2 separate regions of the Triticum aestivum genome follow, and region 1 is linked to region 2. Evidence: chromatin contacts called from public Hi-C data. All regions are on one chromosome and are shown on one strand. The core of a region is the stretch at or near the end of the contact, and the rest is flanking DNA. Distances in the headings are between cores, read along the strand shown.

Region 1 (4,015 bases), core at 1,002-3,501, 170 kb before region 2:
TATCCACACTTTACATCGGGACAAGGTAACAATATATCACAATTAAAGGTACTACTAAAGCAGGCTCACCAGCATACTGAATGAATGTAATCAACTACAATGGCAGAAGCCTACACAGGTAACCAGATTCTAGTGTGATGGTTGCTCACTTCTACACAGAATTCAGCATTTGAGATAACTAGAAATAACAGGAGCACAGGAAGGCTGCGGGACAAATTTTGGAGAATCGATGGCTATGTTTGTATGTGGAGTTACAGCAGAACTGCAACTGTTTTTTGCATACTTGAAAGTTACAACTTACACGTGTCCACTGTTTTGAACACTATTATTGCTAACAATTATAATTTGGCTTGCCTAACTCATGATTCATTACCATGCCATTTTATTCCCAAACCATTTTGCTCAACCACAAATAAATACCTGAACCAACACAATTCCAGAAGCAATCAGCAAAAAGGGGGAGTCGTTATGTGACCTGTCTATGGTTGACATTGGGCAAAAGATATAAATCCCATATTAAAAATCCATGTTAGAATGTTGTCTGTATTAAGCTAGGTGACAAGTTACACATAGAAATACAAAATCCATGTATGGATGAAGGTAGCCCCCAATTGTTCCTTAAGTAGAGGGGACTGTTCAACATCCAGTTCCTTTTGGAAACCAAGACTAAGCAAATAAATGACTCGTTATATGCCAGTGCCCCAGTTTCCGTTTCACCATTGAGACAAGGTACAAATATATTAGACTTAAAGCTACTCTAAAGCAGGATCACCAGCACAATGAATGGTTGTGATCAATTACAAAGCCAGAAGCATATATAGTAGTTGTGGTGTGTTGGATGCTGAATTCCATACATAGGTCAGCACTTGAACTAATTAGTAATAACACAAGCACAAGAAGTTTGCAGGGTCAATTTTGTATGTGTAGTTACATCGGAAATGCAAGTTTTTAGTGGACTTGCAATTTACAAATCTTGCCTGTTCTTTGAACCCCCACCACCAAGTATAATTTGGTTTACGTAACCCGTGATTTCGTTACCATGCTATCTTATTCAAAACCCTTTTTTGTCAACCATAACCAACATAAATCCAGAGTCAATCAGAAAAAATGGGGCAAAGATAATAACAGCATGCTTTTGCAGGAAACAGCAGCAGCAACAGATCATACCGTAATCCTTCATGAACTTCTTATGGCGATCGTATGCATTGAGCCCCTGGATGTGCGACTGGTACTGCCTGCATCCATCAATCCAACATCCAGAGCAGCCTATGAACCACAAGCAAACTAACGAAAAGATAGACTCAACGGCCAAAAACCATTGCCTTCGATTAGCACACTAGGCTACTCTAACTTGTACTACCTCCGTTACATAATATAAGACCTTTTCACTATATAGACTACATACAGAGCAAAATGAATGAATCTACACTCTAGAATATGACTACATACATCCGTATGTACTACATACGGAGCAAAATGAATGAATCTACACTCTAGAATATGACTACATACATCCGTATGTACTCCATAGTGGAATCTCTAAAAGGTCTTATATTTAGGAACAGAGGGAGTACAAGGCAATTATGGGCCAAGAAGTAAATTAAAGTTCACGGACACAATTATTTTGCATATCACCAGGATAAAAAGAAGTAGCAAACCGTGCAGAACATTGTAAAACACAGCATTACTTCTGCAGGGAGATTAGTTGTGTATCCTCGAGAATTAAAAGTACTAAACCATGTGAGGATTGTATCATCAAATAATTAAAAGTACTAAACCATGTGAGCATTTCTCGTTAACAGCCTTAACAGCACGGAATTTAGAATAAAAAAAAGCTAGGGTTTTTATAGCCGATTCCAGCAGAAAAAAAAAATCAAATAATAGAAGGCACCAAATCGACGAGTAATAAATCGGAGAAGGTAAAGAGAGGGACGCGACGAGATGGGGCGGTTGCCGCGCCAGAGATCCTTACATCTTCCTCTCCTCCCTGTCGAAGATGGCGGACTTGAGCCGCCCCAGCGACGCCATCGCGCTCTCTCGCCCGCTCCGCCTCGTCGGAGGCCCTCAGGAGCCGCGACCGGCGCACGAGCACCAGCCTACCGACAGGGTGCCGCGCCGGGGCTTGGGGGAGGATGGTAAAGCGAGCGCCTGGTGTGGCGGCGCTGGAGGATGGAGCCTTGAGGTGGCAGAAGGGAACCACGATGTGGGTCGCCGGCCGCTCCTGGACCAACTTGCCGCGTCCGCTAGAGCCCATCTCACGGGCCGGGCTTTTTAGCAGCCTAGCACAAAGGGCCCCCTCAAAAGAAAATACAAAGTTCCCTCAAAAAAAAAATACAAAGGGCACGTCCTAACGTACCCGTTTTTTTCTTTAAACTGGAACATGCATTCCATTACTTTAACCAAGCTCAGCAGACTCGCTGGCTACCAGATCATACACGCAACTTGGGGCTTGGTCCTTCCACCAAGTACACGACACATTTGCTCGAAATCCCCAATCAGTTAGGGTATGAGCAACCTTATTACATAGCCGCTTACAGTGCTTAAATTCAAAAGCATCAAGAGATGCATAACAAAGGTTACGCACATCACGCAGCAGAACTCCAATCAATGATAGGTCATGGTCGCCAGAGTTGATGGCGTTTACCAGCTGCAAGGAATCCGATTCGAAGACCACCTGGTGAATACCCATCTCCGCCGCAGCTTCAATGGCTTGCACACACGCCATTGCTTCAGCATGGAGTGGCGAAGCAAGATGTTCAAGTTTGCCCACACATGCTCCAATGAACTCCCCTTGACTCGATCTAGAAACGCATCCCCAGGCTCCACTTCCCTGTTCAGCATAAAATGCCGCATCAAAGTTAACTTTAACCTGTCCTTCAGTCGGTCTAGTCCATGCTGCAACCGTAGGCTGCCCACCGGATGCCTCCGTTGTACCCGCCCCCCCCCCCCTGAAATCATCACACAGCCTTCGAACATTGTAAGCAATCGCCTCACATGCCTTTACCTTCTCCCCTTGATTTGCTTTCTTCCTGGTGTTCCACCATTCCCAGAGCAGCATGAGCACAAGATCGCGTCGTGATGGTGCCAAGGACCACACACGTTCAAAGATCATCCTGGGGTTCGCACACTCTAGCAGAGAAGTGTGCACATCCTCGAGTTGTAACTCTCTCCAGAGGTGCTTTGACCTGTTTGCACTTCAAAAACAGATGACCACCATCCTCGTCCATTCTCATGCATACCGGACAACAGGTATCCAACTCGACATGTTTCCTCTTGATGTTCATACGCGTCGGCAGAGAGTTATGTGCAAAATGCCACAAAAACATCCGTACTTTGGGTGGGAGCTCCAGCCTCTAGATTTTAGTCCATTTCTACACGTCCTTCGGCATGGCCGCTGTCGACGAGCTTGCATCCCTGTTGAGGGCTGCATCTCTCAAGCTGGTCCCTAAGTGGTATGCTGACTTTACCGAGAAGATCCCCCTCGGATCAAAATGCCAAGCTGGCTGGTCCTCCATCCCACTTCGGACTGGGATCGCAAGGATATCTCTCGCATCTTCAGGACAGAACAAGTCTAAGACTAGTTCCTCATCCCAATTCTCAGTAACTGGGTTCATCAACTCAGAGACTCTGTCAAGCAGCACCCCCGTGCGGTTCGTACGGGGCCTCCTAGTGATCCCTCGAGGCAGCCATGGGTCATCCCAAATGCGCACATTGTCCCCTGTACCAATCCTCCACACTATACATTGCTTAAGTAAAACAATACCTTTCAAGATACTTCTCCAAGTATATGACATATCTCTTCTGCTACATGCCTCTAACATCGAGCAGTGTGGGAAGTAGCGAGCCTTCAATACTCGCGCAATCAAAGTGTCCGGTTCTTGTAATAGCCGCCACCCAGATACGTCTCCACCGTATTTATAATTTATGAAGTATTTATGCCATGTTTACAATAGTTTTATATGATTTTGGTATGATTTGATTAGAACTAACCCGGACTGGCGTTGTTTTCAGAAGA
Region 2 (3,650 bases), core at 82-2,581:
TGATAGTAGATCAATGCTTATAATTAACAAGCTCATGCCGCCAGCGAGCCAATAGTGTTTATGTGAATGTTTACTCAATAATTTGTCAAGTTAACATGAAGATTGGCGGACGTTGGTTAGATGTAAAACTATAAATGCCTATGAGCAAGGCTCGGTAATGTTTAGATGATCTTTCTGATGGAGTACTTGTTAGAAAAAAGATGAACTAAACAAAAGAATTTTTTTTACTGTATACAAATGCTTATTTATCTAATTTACTTCCTCCTTTCATGAATAGTGGTACTCTTACTTCCCTCTAAATTGCGTGATGACCCCATTCTAACATACGTAATAGACATGGAAAGTGCGTGAGATGCAAATGTGACCACTATTTCGCATATGAATATTTTACTAAATGCTAGAGAAGTTTCACCACAAGTTAATGTCTATCAGATACAAATTGACCACTATTTTACATATAAAATATTTTACTGAAAGTTGGAAAATCCACCACAACTTTTATAGAACTTCATTTATTTTTAACAGATGTATTATAGCTACATGTTTTGCTTTAACTCATCTTAATGCGTCACGAGTGACATATCCTTTAAATTTAGTTCGCCGAGTTCTTTCTGGCTGGTACTAGCTAGGCAAAATGTGAAAATGCCTAGTTTTGTATCACTGTCGAGTCCAAATTAGAATCAAACTTGGGGGATAGAAACTTTGTCGAGATCTTGATAAAATTTACTCGGTAAAATATCAGAACTCGGCGCAAACGAGATTCCAGTAGAGCGGAGTATCTGCTCCCGAGCTCGAATACTCCCTCATGAACAGTAAAATCAAAAAAATAGTAAAAAAATCAAAACAATTTGAATTTTTTGTGGTAAACTTTGACAAATATTTTGTATGCTTGTAAAATTTTAGCACGAAATGACATTCATGGAAGGTGTGGCAGAAAATCGATGTTCCAAAAATGCTAGTTTTGAAAACATTTTGAAGTGCTGATTTTGTTTTTTTGCCACGCCTTTCACGAATGTCATTTCGTGCTGAAATTTCGCAAGCATACAAAAAATTTGTCAAAGTTACCAAAAAATATTCAGATTTTTTTTTAATGTTCAGATTTTGGGATCAGAATAGGACTTTTGTATTGGTCCCATATTCATGCCATCTCGCTTGCGCGGCGCTGAATGAGATTGCCCATACAAGACCCACCTCCTATTATTGCGTCGGGGTCCAGAGGATGCCGATCGATGTATACATCAAGATACAGAATGGTGGTGGGATAAGTTTCGTGGCGAAGGTCGTCAAGTCACTCAAGTGGCACCCCGCGAAAGAGAAAGTCACTCAAGTCGCAGCTGGAGCAACGGATCTGCGTGGCCGAGAAATCGCAATATACATGGCCCCTGTTTTAGCGCGTTCCGTCGCAGCGTGCGAGTGACAAACAACCAACTTTTCATATTGGTTCTTCCATTCCTGCGACCGAGCCAACTCACCGGCGGCGACCGACCGACATGGGTTCGCTGCTGATACCGTTGGTGAGCAGCGTCGCCGCCAAGGTCGGCGACACGCTGGTGCGCGAGCTTCTGCGCGCGTGGGGCCTGGACAAGGCCCGTCCGAAGCTGGAGCGGCACCTCGCGGCCATCCAGTACATCCTGCTGGACGCCGACGCCAAGAGCCGCACCAACCCCGCCGTCTGCCGGTGGGTCAAGGACCTCAAGACTGCCGTCTACCACGCCGACGGCATCCTCGACGACTTCCGCTACGAGGCGCTCCGCCGCCGTGCCGCTCAGATCCGTCCCCACTCCACCGCACGCAAGGTTCGTCCTCCTCCTACCTTCTTCCCAGATTTCCGGCCAGTCCTTCCTTCTTGGATGGGGTTTAAATTGGAAACGGAAGCCAGGCTAATTTCAGTGTTATTACGGAGGGTAGTTGTGCAACTGTAGGGAGATAGTCGCAAACAGTTTGTACTATTGATCAATTTCACGAGTCTATGTAGTATTGCATGTATTGCGCATAGATGTGCGCATCTAACGCAAGAGATTAGGGAGTCGTGTGCCGCTAGACCAGGAAGTAGGAACCGAATCGTTCGCCGTTGGAGACCAAATCATGTCCATTAACCATAGTAACACGAAAAATAGGACCGCAAAGATATCCCTAATGATACAAAGTCTCGTCTTCTACTTTGAGCCTCGGCTGACAAAAGCTCGAGCTCGATCTAGTGGTAGGCTTTAAGGCGGCCTCTGAACCTTCACAAACTTCTGGAACACAATCCACGACTTTGGAAGCTTCTGGGAAACCCCACATCTCACTCGAAAGGAAAAGACTCTCGCTCGCGTCGCCTCCAGGGGGGGCGACTCGGGCGCCCCAACCGCCGCCGCCCTCGACCTCCCTCCTCCCCTTCTTCCCCGCCGCCGCCGAAGGAGGCTGGCGAGCGAAACTCGCCCGGCGGACGGCGGACGGCGGGCCTTCCTCCTTTCTTCGCGAGGGGATCCTCTGGCTGAGATGCATCGGCGTCCCTGGGCGTACAGCATGGAGGCGGAGTTGGCGTGCTCGGGCGGCGGCCCGATGGGATCCCGACGGTGCTGCGGGGGCCGGCGGCGGCGGATCTGGGGTTTCCCGCCCCAGACCGGTTCTCCTTCAGGTGGTCGGGCTCGGGCGCCGTCCGGCGGTCCTAAGCGGTGGTGGGCGCTCGCGTTGGCTATCCTCCTTCACCGATCTGATTGGGGGGTTGGGGGGGCGGCCGAAGGCGTTGGCGTGATGCCGGATCCGAGCACGATGGTGGCGTCGTCCCCTTCAAGGATGACGGTCGGGTGGTGGGTCCTTGTGGCGGCGCCGGTGGCGGCGGATCTTGGGATCCCGCTCCCGGGGACGTCGCAGGACGCGGCGGCCCGTGCACGAGAGATGAAGTGAACAGATCTGAGTGAAAACTTGTTTTTGACTACTGCAAAGGCCGGCGGTGGCGGAGCTGTCTGTGTCGTTCCCTTCCTGAAGGCATCACCGTGGAGAAGTTCAAGGTCACTCTCTGCTACCTCCGGAGGAAACCCTAGATCAGTTGATCGGATGATGGCGGCGCTCTGGTGTCGTTTCCTCCTTGGGGGCGTCATTCATGGAGGTACACATGGGCTCGGGGAACAGAGGACGGTTTCTTTGGTGGAGTGGTACTTCATCTTATACATGGATGGCGCGGATCTTGGCGGCGTGGCGCTGTGGAGATTCGGAGTCCGACGCGCGGAGATGAACTCGCGCACGGAGGTGGTGCTATCTGGCGTCGTGGTGGCGTCGACGGCAGTTAGACCGGACAAGGTTGATGCAGTAGTACAGCACTGAAGATGGATTGGTGGCAGGTGGTTGCGGCGGCCTCATACCCGACAGGCGTCCTGGTTGAGGAGTGTGCCGGACTGGTAGGTGCCACATACCCGACAGGCGTCCTGGTTGGGACCTCAAGTCTTAGATGTTTAGGTTTGGCTGCGTTGTCTGTTTGGTATTAGGCCCAGACTATCTGCGCCCCTTCATCAATTGGATAGGTGTAGCGACAGTTGTTGCTTAGACGGTGGCTTTAGTCTTGTTGTTGTATGGCTTTGTAAGGTCTTGTGAGAATAATTAATAAAGTGACTGTATGCATCGCCCAAATGCAGAGGCCGGGGGTCATCCTCCTTTTCTAAAAAAAAACA

Evidence for each region. A called contact is a pair of places that touch in the nucleus more often than the background predicts.
Region 1: a contact with region 2 is called in a Hi-C map of leaf, with 6 times the contacts expected there. The contact joins the promoter of LOC123156613 here to the promoter of LOC123157410 in region 2. A contact is called at or near these places in 1 of 5 Hi-C or Micro-C datasets (leaf) and 1 of 1 datasets of contacts at active chromatin or transcription factors (leaf).

The regions. Positions count from the first base shown.
Region 1 is chr7B:114,251,207-114,255,221 of IWGSC CS RefSeq v2.1, reverse strand. LOC123156613 (protein FRA10AC1) reads right to left here and starts at 2,251. Exons shown (of 11, transcript XR_006478252.1): 1 at 1,973-2,251; 2 at 1,168-1,235.
Region 2 is chr7B:114,082,654-114,086,303 of IWGSC CS RefSeq v2.1, reverse strand. LOC123157410 (putative disease resistance protein RGA3) reads left to right here and starts at 1,331. Exons shown (of 3, transcript XM_044575687.1): 1 at 1,331-1,796. The coding sequence starts at 1,491.